Linked DNA regions of Gossypium arboreum: region 2 is linked to region 1. Evidence: chromatin contacts called from public Hi-C data. All regions are on one chromosome and are shown on one strand. The core of a region is the stretch at or near the end of the contact, and the rest is flanking DNA. Distances in the headings are between cores, read along the strand shown.

Region 1 (7,163 bases), core at 2,300-4,799:
ATTCACAGATCTTATCTCCATAAGCAGTAGTGAAGCAGGTCAAAGACGCCGAATCTTATCTCCATGTAGTGGCAATGGAGCAGATTTAAGCCACTAGCCTTATCTCCTTGAGGTTGCAGTGGAGCAGGCTCAAGATACAGTCTTATCTCCCTGAAGTTGTAACGGAGCAGACTGAAAGTTGCAGATCTTATCTCCTTAAGCAGTAGTGGAGCAGGTCGAAGATGGCAAATCCTATCTCTATGTAGCGGTAATGGAGCAGATTTAAGCCACCAGACTTATCTCCCTGAAGTTGCAGTGGAGCAGGCTCAAGATACAAGTCTTATCCCTGAAGTTGTAGTGGAGCAGACTGAAAATTGCAGATCTTATCTCCCTAAGCAGTAGTTGAGCAGATCGAAGACGGTGGATCTTATCTCCATGTAGCGACAATGAAGCAGATCTAAGCTACAAGTCTTATCTCTCTAAAAGTTGCGGTGAAGCAGACTGAAGATAGTGGATTTTATTTCCCTGAAGATGCAGAGGAACAGATTGAAGCTAAATAAACAGATCATATCCAACCTTATCTCCCTGAAGTTGCAGTGGAGCAGGCTGGAATTACCAGTTCCATTCTCCTTGAAGTTCCAGTGGAGTAGATCGAAACTACAAATATTTTTTCCCTGAAATTACATTTGAATGGACAGAAGCAATAATTTTCGTACCCCTGAAGATACAGTGGACTAGAGCAAGGCTACGTGAGGAAAAGAAGTATCAAGAAGTCAAGACTAGTAAGACCGGGCAAAATTGGCCCTTTTAAAGTCTTTGCTCCATTCTCGTTCCATGACAACAAGCAAAGAGGGGCAGCTGTAGAGCCCAATTTTAACTTGGGCCCAAAAACAAAACCAAATAAAAAAACAAAGTCCAAAATAACTAAACTAGTCCAAAATTACAGCCCAAATTAAATACCCAAACTAAAGACCTAGGCCCAAAACCCTAGCCCACCTAGCACTAACCCACAACCAGCAAAAACAGAAAACCCTAGGTGTACCGCACCTAGGTTGGTTGCCTACGCCTCCCTCGTGTGCCGAACGCCACTCCTCCGCGTCGTGCGCCGCTCCACCACGCCACGTCAGTGGCATGCTCGCCCACGTACCTGCAAGCAAACGCAAAAAGAAGGACAGCACAGCAAAGAAGTTTTCGTTTTTGTTCCTTTCTCTTTTAGCTATAAAAAGCCCAAACAATGATTGTATTGGGGACTTTTTTTGCATACACAAATATACTCAGAGAAATTTAATACAAAAACCCTAAAGGTGATTTTTTATATTTTAGTTACTGTTATTAGTGCATATATAATAATAGAAAGAGAGGGGAGAAGCTTACCCGTTGCTTCGAATTTTGCCACTGAGAGTGGCCGAGGTCGTCACCTCCGATGAAAGGCAACCTTTTTTTCTTAAAAAAAAACCTAGATCGAGGGGTTCTTTTGTGCTTTTATCTCTTTTTTCTTTTCGATTTTTGGCTAAAACACCCCAAAGCTAGGCTTTATTCGAAAAAAGGGCTTAAAAGAGGGGGTTTTCCTTTTTCCGGCGTCAGAGCCATGGCCGGGCTTAGAGGGAAGGGAGAGAGTTGAGAGGATGCTAAAGTTTTTTTAAAAAAAAAAAAGAAAGTGAAATGATTTTTTTTAAAGGAAAATTTGACTTATATAGGGGATCCAAAACGACGTCGTTTTGGCCTATTTTTCTATACCCCCAAACGGTGACGTTTTGAGCCTTGCCCGTCTGACCGACTCAACCCGCTAGGAGATCCGTGTGTTTTTTAAGCGATGGTCTATTTCCCAGTTTGGTCCTTCCTATTTTTTATGATTTTACAATTAAAGTTATTTGTATTTCTAAATTTGCCTCACGGGTTTGCTGCAATTTCAAATTGGTCCCCCCTGGCAACGGTGCATTTAGAGGAAAGGGGTATTTGTTTTCTTGGTCCCTTCCTATTTTGCGTGTGTTTTAATTCGATCCCTCCCCTCTCTTTTATTTCTAATTTGGCCCCAAAACTTCCATTTTCAATTCAATGTGGTCCCTTTTCGATTATTTTTGCCATTTTACTATACAATTAATTAATTTGAGTCTTATATTTATTATTATTTTTATTATTATTTTGAGTATTATTATTTCTATTATTGCTATTACTATTGTTTTTATTTGTATTATTACTGTCATTATCATTATTATTATTATTTATTATTATGTTTAAACTTTTCTTCATGTGATTTATTTTGTTTTTATATATGTATATACATTACTTATTCTAGATTTTGTCATATATTATTATTTTAAAAAATCATTTTGTATATTATTGATTTTCAAATCCTTTTCTTACATTATTATTGTTTTTAAAAAAGCATTTTGTATATTGCATTATTATTGATGTTTTTTAGTGTATTAATAACAAAATTTCATTTATATAAAAAATAAAAATATTTTTAAAGCAATATTTATTCCTTTTAAATAATAAAATTTTAATAATTTTATAATTAAATTTGAATTCGGTTGATGATATTACCAACTTAATTATACTTTTAACATATACTATGAAAGATTAAAAAATAATTTTTAAAAATAATTTAAAGTTAATCAAATACTAATGTGTTTTCTTTTTCTTTTCTTTTAAAAACTTTGTTGATTAATTTTATAATATTATGGCTTTGTTTTATTATTAGGATGGTTTTTCAATATTTTGAGTAATATTATTAACATTGGTTTTAAAGATTGATTAATACAATCTTTAAAAGGATTACAATCGGTTATTTTTTAATATTAAATTTCTTGAATATTATTAAAAATAGCACTTTCGCTTAGATATTATCGTTAGCTAGTGTGATTGTCGTCAATCTTGTATTTGTGTTCATATTGTGTTTGATATATTGGCACTATCGTAGTATCAAAAAAGCACTCAAGTGACTTTTATTTTTTATGAAAAAAACTACTAGTTATATATTGGCATCATAAAAACTTATTCTCTAATATAATTGTAGGAGTTCTCATTTATTTTACGATATGATATTAGTTCTGTTTGTGCCGAGAATGGCATTCAAGTAAAGCCTCCTAACAATGCTATCATCAAAATTCGATCTTAATCCAAATCCTTGAGAAAGCAGTCCACTCCAACACTTGAGCTAATTGTATGTTGACCTCAAAAACTTTAATGAAAACAATAATATGATTGGTTTTACATTTAGTCATATTATATATTAGCATATTGAATATTAATATTACAAATTAATTTATATGAATTTTTTAAACATTTTAATTTTTTTTTAAAATTAACTCCACCGTCAAAATTTTCACCAAAGCTTCCAACCCAGATTCTATTAAAATAAATTCACCAAAAAAAGGGAAACTAAATCATAAAAGAAAAGAACTTTGAATGAAAAATGCCAAAAATTTTACAGTTATAGCAAGTTGTTTATGAAAATTTAATCTCTTACTAGAGATGGACTTATTATCCTTTTTGTTTGATTCTTGGTCATGGATCTAGAATTAAACTTGATTGACAAAAGCCCAATTCAACTTAAGTACTTAACCACAGTTGAACCCTTTCATGGGCTTTACCCCAAAACTCCCACAATCATTATCACCACGTATCATTTTGTCATCATCACCCCTATTATGTCATCTAATCCCCACCCCTCCACAATTTCTTTTAATACCTTTTCTCCATCGTAGAAACTAGAATCCAAGATTTTGCCATAGCAGTGTAAAGAACAAAAAGAAAAAAAAAAGAATATATATATATATAGAGGGAAAATGGGAAGGATATTTGTGGTTGAGCTTGATGGAAGGTCTTATAGATGCAAGTTTTGTAGAACTCACTTGGCTCTCCCTGATGATCTTGTTTCCAGGGTACCAACTTTCATTTTCTTCTCTTTATCTCCTTTGTGTTTCTGGGTTTTTCATTTCTGAGCCATTTGTTTTGCAGTTATCATCTAAAAATTATGTTTTGGTAGTAAAAGTTGGTTCTTGTAGTTATTATTGATGAAAGAAAGCTTAAAGTTGACAACTTTTGATGTTTGGATCCTGTTGTCTTTAGCTAGGTAACACTAGAAACATGATCAATAACAGTACTATTGGTTTTATGATAGGTTGTTGATGATAGGTTGTGAAATGAATATGTGTGTTTTGTGCAAATGTAGTTGCCATTTAAGGGAAGATTAAATAGGAGAACCTCACAGTTTAGGATTTTGGGGAATTGGGGGAAAATGTGAAATTTCAGTAAAGATTAGGATTCCATTTACTTGTCAATTAGGAACTTGATTTGTCTCTGTTGATTTAAAATCACAAATGTGGAACTCATGGACATAACAACAGTTTCACCAAAAGACCTCATCCTCTTTTAAGATTGGGAAATTTCTTGGGTTGATGCAATCATTTATGCCTTAGCTAAGAGCCTTTATGTTCTTAAAATTATGTTCTTAAAATTACTAAACCTGAAGGTTTATTTGCTTTTCCAATGAGCTTTAGTTTGATGTATCAATTATGTGTCGTTAAATTTTGATATTAACAGTATGCAATGCATAGTTGTACTCCATGCTAACAACTTCTTTCGAATTTTCTCCATTTGTTCAGTCTTTCCATTGTCGCCGGGGGAAAGCCTACCTCTTCAATAATGCGTAAGATCTCATAGTTTCTTCGAAGATTGCTTGACTGATTTCTTTTCCCTTTTTCTTTAATGGAATGTTCATTTGGTTATCCGGATCTCATACCTTATTCTTGGCTGTGCAATACTGAAATTTTCCTATTACACCATCACGATCTTTACAAAAGCAATGAATCTTCAAAGTCTCGTAAGTGCGCGACATTTGAAGCTTTGAATCGCTTATTGTTTAGAATTCCATTCTCCAGGGTGAACATAACAGTTGGAGCCTTGGAAGAGAGGGTGATGTTATCTGGAATGCATACTGTGGCTGATATATTTTGCTGCTGTTGTGGACAAATTGTTGGCTGGAAATACGTAATTCCCGTCTTAAACACATACACACACACACATTTTCAGATAATTCAAGATTGACAGCAAATCTAGCACCCGAAGACTGTATTCATAATCGAATCTAACTAACTTTCGTCTTTACTTTGAAGGAGGCTGCGCATGAGAAGAGTCAAAAGTACAAAGAAGGAAAGTTTGTTCTTGAGAGGTAAAACGTTTTTCTTTAGCCTTTTGGTTCCTTCATTTCTTCTTAACAATGGAAACATCATATAGGTTAGTCCGTTCTTTTGCATCGGACAGGGGAAGGATCGTGGATGAAATTGACTTCTCGTCGGAAGTATACATTGATACCCGTCCTAGTATGAGCGATGGCGAAGACGCGTAGGATGTAAACCACTGTTTCTGAGCTAGATCTAGAAATATAATATAGTAGCAGCAGGTGTAATGTATGTACATACATATATGCAGGGAAATAATGTAAGAAATTGGCGTGGAAGATTTGGTGTTTGCAACTTGATCCATCTGACAAAGTACTTGTATGTTAGTTCCATGATGTGTCTGGTACAAACATTCTTATGTTCTGTTGGGCATGCATATAACTCAAGATTCAGGCTTTATCAAAGTTCCTTTTTTTAGTTGAGACCATTTCCTTTATTAGCCACATGTTTGCAATCAAAGTTTGGAATTTTCAGTTTTCAAAACTATTTTTCATTCTTCATTTTATACGCTATAACCTATTTTATACAATATTAACTATAAATGAAAAATAAGTCTGAAAATTATTAAAATTACATTATTTAAAATTCTAAAGACAATGGCATTGTACTTCATAAAATTTTAATATATATATATAAATTAATAAAAAATCAAAAAAATTCTAAGATGTTCATAATTTTTTTTTCATTTCTATAACTAAGTACATTTGATATGTTAAGTAGGTTTTTATATCAATGTCAATAGAATTTTAATAATTCAATAATTTTTTCGTTCAATATAAAAATAATTTAACTAAAATTTGAAAGTTATCCGAAAAGAATTAAAAAAACCAAAATAACAAAAAAGAATGTTAAGCATTAATTTAATGAGTTTGCCTTTACTTTTTTACTTAGCTTTTGAAATTAAGTTATTTTATTAAACTAACGAATCTATAAAAGATAGCAATTTTATATTTAATTAATTAAATCATGAAAAGAAAAAACAAAAGAGAAGTTTGTCATTTACTTATGAATTACTTTAGGTAAAACGGTTTATGAGAACCTTTAAAACGACAAGCCGGTTTGATCATGTCAAGAGCCAACGTGTTTTTATCCGTCTATTAAGGTTGCCAGGCAAAGGCGAACTCTTCCAAAAAATAATATTTTTTAAGAAAAAATAAACGTTTTTTTTTTTCTCCTCCTCCTTTTGTTTTTCCCTTTAATTTTTTCATAAATTAACCTTTGCTCTTTTCATTTCTTTCCTACTTTTTTTTTCTTTTGTGTGTGTGTGTGTTTTTCTTGCAGAGAAACGGTATAAAGAAGGGAAAGTAAACAAGAATCAAAGATGGGAAAATCATCTTCTTTGAAGAAAAAACGTTCCAAAAAGTCATCTCAGGTAATTTCTTTTCCTTTCCCCCTTTTTAAATTTGAATCAAATTTCCTTTTTTGCGGTTAAAGTTTTGGTCAATTATGACCTGCAATTTGTAGTTTAGTGGTTTAAAGATTTACCCATTGTTTGGATGTGTAGGAACATGAAAGAAATCTTTAGGTTCATTCTTATTTTGGTTTTTTTTCTCCTTAGAAAGATTGGAAATTTTTGAACTGTTTCTAATCCAGGAAAGTGAAAGTTGAGAAATTTGGACGGGTACTTCTGGTGTTTTCTTCCTATAAAATCAAAAGTTTGAACTTTGGTTTAGTTTGTACTTAATATGGTGTTTTTAATTAGTTATTAGATAATCCTTGTTTTAGTAAGTAAAGTTAGCATTTATTAACGTTTAAATGAAAAGTTAGGGTGAAAACGGGTTCTTAATTTCTTTCCCTATGTATGTATGAATGTATGTATGTATGTGCATTCTTCATTTTAGTTGCGAATGAGGAAGAGAAATAAGGTTAAGGGCAAGAAAAGCAAATCCAAGAAGCTTCGACATCGGCAAGATGATTCTGTTTCTTATTCAGATGATAGTGATTCGACAAGTACCGTATCTATTTCATCCTCTAGTTCCGAGGATGATTATAAAAGTC
Region 2 (7,163 bases), core at 1,917-4,416, 38 kb before region 1:
ACAATGATTAAGTAAAAAGTATTTGGATACACAATAACCAGCTCTCAAAATCTTAATAAAAACACCAATAAAAAGCATACTCTTTTATGCGATATAACAACCAATTTGAAATAGGATAGGACAACCACCTTTAACAAGTTCAATCCTACTTAAAGTACACATGATCAACTACTCAGCAGATAAGTTTCCCACTTGAAAATGATCTCAATCCGATAAGATTCTTACCCTTTAAGAAAGCAATATAGAATTATAGTCAAAGTTGAACTCTTTTAATTCCTTCAACCATGCCAATACATAAAAGAGAATTAAAACTCTTTTAAATCTAGTTTTATTGTTCATAAAAATATGTTTGACACATCCTCCATTCACTGCTTAATATAAATAACCAATATTATCTTTATACAAGTCAAAATTGTCAACAAAACAATATATACTTTGACTACAGTAAATTCATTGTTCTAATTGTTGTTCGAGCAAGACATGAAACAATACAAACAGCAGTCAAAATTTCTAACAATCTCCCTCTTTTTTAACATTTGATAAAACCATGAAGCAAATGATTAATACACAAATAAGGGAACTAAATTATAACTCCCCCTAAGAAAGTGCATTACCAAGTATCATGCTTAGGAACTCCCTATACCTTGAGTCATCAAATCATCACCCTGCTTAGCTAAGCACCACCACCAATCAATTTAGTAATCAGCAACATCAAACAGCTCACAAAGTATAAATGCTGTCAATCTTTTCCCCTTTATGGCAATAGTGTCAAATAGGCTCCTCCTCACCATATGATATTCTTTAAATCATTTCAGCAAAGTGCATAAACATCCAACAAAGTAACAAGGTTTAAGAACAAAACCAAGCAAAATAAATTCACCACAACTTCCAACCAGCAAGGACATCAACCAACAGCTGTATTAACATAAACATTTGTTGTTGCCATCTTCTCCCCCATATCAGTTAAGGTTTGTTCCAATCTCTATTATAACATAGCCATGTTTGCTTCAGTTTGATCTTCCAAACAGTCATTGTTCTCATCGATCTCATCCTTGTCTCAAATAACTCTAGCCAAATAAATAACAAAAATCTAATTGAACACCGCTACTCTCCTCGAAATAATAAATACATCGTTTTATCAAGATATATCTCTCCAAAAATATAGCCTTAATTTCACAAATCAAGGATAATTTAAATCAACCATAACTGAACCAATGTATAAGCAAAAATCTTAAAATGAAACCAAAGACCAATAGCATAATTACTTACACCATTGTTATGCTCCTCATTACTTCATTCTCCTCTTGTATGTTTGCATCAAGTTTTTTTCAAGGGGATGATGTGCTATATATTCAACAAATTAAGGTTGTTGTTCGTTGAATAAAAATAATTTTTTTCATGAAATTTAAATGGAGTATGTTTTATATTCGATATCTCTTCAATATAATTTTCATGAGTTGCAACCTTATGTTTCACTTAAGCATAAGTGACTTGTTGGTCTTCATAGCTACAACGTAATTGATCTTTTCTCATTCAAATCACCCTTTTTCGTGATCTCCTTGTTGCATTCACTGTTGTAACAATTTTTACAATAGTCTTGAATTTCTTCCAATCACACATCATTCTATAACAATAAGGACTAATGTGTCCAGCTACCCCGCAATAATGACATACAAATTTTCCTTTCTCCTTATTACATATATGTTGCTATCTAGGTACTATTTGATCAATTGTTTCAACATTAGATTGAGCGTTCATTGTCTTTCTCCATCTTTGATCATTCATCAACTTGTGACAATGAGATATAATATGTTCGGCAATATAAGTTTCTTACCAAGTTCACGACGACTAGGTTCAAATCTTCTAGCGATTGAGATACCATCAATTTAGTTTTCATATTTTTTTACATCATTTAACTCTTGCTCTTTTTTTTAAGGTTGCATCCGTTTTAGCAATCATCCTATCCTTTTCTTTGATAATTCCGTTAAGCATCTTTTTAACTTTATTAAGATCAATAATCAAATTATCTTTTTCCTTGATTGTCTCCACAAGATTTAAATGTTCACTTTTGATTCAAACATTTTCATCCTCCAGGGCTTGATTTAATTGACACAATTGATTTCAGATATCCATCATTAATGAGTAAACTTTCTCAAAGCTATTGAAAGGAACATCATTGTCCCTACTTCAATCTTGCACTTCAATTACCAAAGATGGACGTGAGACAGAGTGACATTTCTTTTTGGATTGCATTACTGCAAACCATAGTTAGGATCCTTTTAAAGTATGTTTGAAGTTAAGCTTTCATACCAATTGAGATAACTTGATTTGCAACTATTCCAAACAATTTTGTTTTATCTTTTGTTAGAACAGAGAATATGACTCAAATCTTATGAGTAGAGTAATAAAAAATTGAAACAAATAAAGAACATGCAAACGAACTTTATTAATATAGTTTGGATTCACCAATCCTACGTATATGTAACATTGTTCAGAGAATGATTTTATTTACTAATTCATTTGGTACAACTATTGACTTAAGCCCAATCTACCTTCTCACGATGAATAATTGCAACCCCAAAGTCGAACCTAAATTGTCACAAAATCTCTCCACAAAACTTCACAATACAATCAAGATTAACTCTTCAATGAATGGCAAAGTAAAAGGTATAATACATAATAACCAACTTTTAAAATTTTATAAAAAAAACACCAATAAAAAGTACACTCTGTTGTGGGATATAGCAACCTACTTTATAGATTATGTATAATTTTTATCCTACTTGAAATATGATAGGATAACAACCTTCAACAAGTTCAGTCCTACTTAAAGTAAACTTGATCAACTACTTAAAAAATAAATTTCTCGCTTAAAAGTCAATCTCAATCTAATCAACTTCTTACCCTTACTAATAATTTTTATCCTAATTAAAAAAATACATAATTTGGAAAAAAAAAAAAACTTCGTAAGACATAATGAATAATTTAGGAGTATTTTCCTTCCTCGGGTCTTTCTTAATGTAAGAAACAACTGCCTTGTCTCAACAAATTAAATGTTCGTCTCATTTCGTCAAAGACGATTGCTTGCCGGCCTTGTCTCACCACGTAATTGGTGAGTCAACACCCCTACCTTGCCAACTAGAAGCCCAGCATCTATGGTCCAACCATCAGCCTAGTCCATCAACGTGTCTATATCACAATCATACACCGAAACTACTTCTAGCCCTTAGATCTCATTGGTCTCACGAAACCCAACATCAGCATTCAAGCGAAGGCTTGAAGAAGGCTTAATTTACGATTTGAGAGTTGAAATGTACTCTTTTTTTTTTTTTTTGGTATATAACTTTTTTTCTCTAATTTAATATTTAAAATATTCTCCGTCATATTTTTCAGTTAATTTTAACATACTTTAAAAATATTTATGGTCAACCACATGGCATCACGTGTCGTTTTTTTTAAAAATAAGTATTTTCTTTTACCAAATGAATATTAACATTAATAAATATATAAAATTTTAGAAAAAGTTATATATAATCTAGAAATACGTATAAATTATAAATATAATATGAAAATAAAATTACAAAAATGAAAAATAGTTAAAATTAATAATACTTTATAAAATCATATATAAACTCTTCATATATATATATATATACATGAAATAATTAAACATATAAAAATTATAAAATTATAAAAATATAAAATATAAAACTTTCCTTTCTCCTTGTTGATTCTAAATGCATTATTGGATAAAGCTAAAGTTATTTTATTAATCAGTCAACCATTTATATTTTCATAAAATATTATTATTTTTGTTAAAAATATATTATTAATAATATTTTTTAAGTAATTGTGTGATTACTTTAATCATTTTAGGTAAAGGCGAATTTAGGGCTAACAGCTGTCCTGCCTCCCTAATTTTTGTGAAATTTCCTTTAAGCTCCTTTAGGTTTTAAATTTTTTTATTTTGATATAATAATTAATGTTAAAAAATTATGTTTACCCTAAAAATTTTCAAAGATTTTTAATGTGATTTATTTTATAGAATTTATAATTTTATGATAAATTTAGTAACATTTTTAGTTTAATTTGTTAAACTAGTATAAAATAGTATCTAAATATTAATTAGGTAAAAATAATGTCTAATAATTACAATATCTAAGTATAGCGGTATCTAAATATTAATTAGGTAAAAGATAAGCTTATAAATTATAATATTTAATTCAAATTGGGCATTTAACTTGTTTTGTTTTTCTTAAATTTAAGATTGTCCTAAATTTAAAAATATATTTTTAAAAGTAGTTATAAAATATCTCGACCCTCTCTATCAACAATTTTGGTTTCACTCCTAATTTTAGGCAGATGCAATATCAAAATATGATTGTTTTGAGCTGACATTTATTTATTATTTATTTGTAAGCAAGTATAATCTATCTTGAAATGAAATAATCATTTTGGAAGCAATAATTTTATTTTGAGGTTGATCTGATTATTTATGGGATTTATTTTAATGTTTTTGTTAATCATCTCTTCTATCATTCCTTAAAAACACATCACTCATGTCCTAATCCTTTTTTTTTTATGTTATGTTGGGATAATAATTTGATAATTTCTTTTTATTCTGGTATCTTCCAATTTCTATTTTTCTTTAAAATTGTAAAATTTATAATAAATTTTAAAATTCTTATAATCTTTAAATATTTTTTTACAATTTTTAACCATTTAAATTTTTAATGATTTTAACAAATTTTTAATTTTTTCAAGTTTTTAAATAGATTTTACAACTTTTTAATATTTTTAATAAATTTTAAAATTTTAAAAAAATTTACAGAATTTTATAATTTTAATTTTTTACATTTTATAATATTATTAATTTCAACTAATTTATTTTCATTTTATATTAATTTTAATAATTTATATGTTTTTCTAGTTATATATATTTGAAATTTTATATATTTAGATTTTTAATATTTATATACATTTGATTTTTTTAATGTCAGTTAAAAATAAATTAAAAATATAAGCATATTTTAAATATTAAATTAAGAAATGAGAGTACTTTAAGCATTAAATTGGAAAAGGAAAATTAAATATTAAAGGCGTAACTGTTGATAATACCCTCAATGTTATGGGTTTTTGAGTTTGAGCCCTTATCCCCCTTTTTTTTTTTTAGGATTAACACACTCAATGTTACAATTTTTTCAGAAATCGGTCTAATTTTAACGATAAACCTGGGATGATCATAAATCAAACCACATAAGTCATTGATAATGTCATCTATAAAAACAAAATTCTTTTTTTTTTTTCATTTTGTCTGTTCTTCTCCTTTTTCTCTCTTCCCCTCTAACTGTTGTCGTTGTTGTGTCCAACCCCCACCACTGCTCCCTTCCCTCACTTCTCACCGTCGATCTCACCACAATACCACTCCTGCCAATAATGCTTAGAAGAAGACAACTACAATGTGAAAACCCAATCATTTTTCCATCAAAATTCAAGACTTTATTTATCCCACAATTCTCCTTTCAAAGTCGAAGTAACTTTTTATTTTCACTATCCAATTCATCTTCAACAGCTACAATTACTCTTAAGTATAAATTCTCAAAACTAATTCAGTTGCTCCTACTCTCTAACAACCATCATAAAGAACCCTCTCCCCCCCCCCCCCAATTTCATTTTTATTTGCATGAATTAGGTCAAAAATTAAATCTATCTATAAGAGGGGAAAAATAGAAACGAACAAGTAACAAACAAATTTGCACTGAGAACAACGAGTGGTGGTAAGGGCAAAGCAAACATAAAATTGGAGCTTGGAATAGTAACTGCACTCCACGGCGGCTTGAGCTTCCATATAGGCAGTTTCACGAGAGACCATCTCGCGTAACCTCGTAACTTCCTCTATCCTTGTCGTTGCATTCCTCAATTTATGTCGAGTTATCAAAAAGACAACAAGTAGGGACACCAAAACAACGATGTCGAACCCTAGAGAACTAGGAACCAACATTTCTTACCCAATAACTTTTATTCCTCTTTTTGGGACGTTCGTAATGAGACCGATGGTGAGGAGTGAAAGGGAAGGGAGCAGTGGTGGGGGTTGGGACAGTGAAGAGTGAGAGAGAAGGTGGCGACGGTAGTGGGGGTTGGACAAAATGGCAATAGCAACTAGAGGAGAAGGGAGAAAAAGGATAAGAACAAAGAAGATTAAAGCAAAATGAAAAAAAAAAAATTTTATAGATGACATCATCTATGACCTGCAGTTTGATTAACAGCCAGCTCATGTTTACTGTTAAAATTTGATTGATTTTTGAAAAAATCGTAACATTGAGGGTGTCAATCTAAAAAAAAGTTAAGGGCTCAAACCCAAAAATCCATAAACATTGAGAGTATTTTTGACAATTATACCAAGATTAAAATAGGGAAATAAATATATTTCAAGAGTGTACAAGATCCGTCCCACACGGCATGAGATGATTGAGACCGAAACACCTCCCCTAGTGATATCGACCAAACATTCAACAAATAAATATTCGTCGTCACTGTTGAGTACCTTTTCCGTTAATATGGACATTCACAAAACAAAGCAACGGCCAAATCACCATTTCAATCGCCGTTAGCCAAATCACCATTTCAATCGCCGTTAGCAAACGCCACCCTCTTTTGACTCTTTGCTACTTCTCAACACGTGGATTTTTTGGAACTTATTACAGCAGAACACATTGTGGCATGGCAGCTATAAGTTCGGATAAATTATATATTTTATTAATAATTCCTATTTCTCTAATATATTGGCTGTGGATGGGCTATTTACACGATAATAAAAATATTAAACTATTAACATATACCCATATGATTTAATATAGAAATATTTTATTTAAACATATATATAATTAAATTATTACACGACACCATAACATATACAATATGCAGTCAAAGACTTTGCTGCCTAAGTCAGTATAATCTGATGTGGGCGATCATTAACAATTAATTGTGGAACGTAGTCCATCTTTTCACATGTGCAATGTGTGCTTCTCAGGTGCATGTGGGTCCCTTTTTTTATTATAATGTTTAAAATGAAAACGTTGTATTTGACTACATCCAATGTAACAGTCTAGTTTTGACCCTAGTTGGAATAGTGGTTTCGGGACCATAAATTCGAGTTCAAAAAT

What was found. A called contact is a pair of places that touch in the nucleus more often than the background predicts.
Region 2: a contact with region 1 is called in a Hi-C map of leaf, with 4 times the contacts expected there. The contact joins the enhancer-like site here to the promoter of LOC108480823 in region 1. A contact is called at or near these places in 3 of 5 Hi-C or Micro-C datasets (all in leaf).

What each region holds. Positions count from the first base shown.
Region 1 is chr1:114,924,306-114,931,468 of ASM2569848v2, reverse strand. It overlaps LOC108480823 (protein yippee-like At5g53940), which reads left to right and starts at 3,549. Exons shown (of 6, transcript XM_053030801.1): 1 at 3,549-3,866; 2 at 4,590-4,633; 3 at 4,788-4,974; 4 at 5,100-5,155; 5 at 5,221-5,335; 6 at 5,416-5,569. The coding sequence starts at 3,771. The coding sequence ends at 5,332. It overlaps LOC108483745, which reads left to right and starts at 6,139. Exons shown (of 4, transcript XM_053030793.1): 1 at 6,139-6,267; 2 at 6,447-6,537; 3 at 7,007-7,163. The coding sequence starts at 6,487.
Region 2 is chr1:114,962,109-114,969,271 of ASM2569848v2, reverse strand. No RefSeq gene overlaps it. Among protein-coding and RNA genes, the nearest start is that of LOC108482394, 10 kb to the left of the region's middle. Within about 2 kb of position 3,166, at least 1 of the 2 cell types and tissues checked has an H3K27ac peak or open chromatin away from gene starts, as enhancers often do. A contact at or near this core is called in leaf, where this site is marked.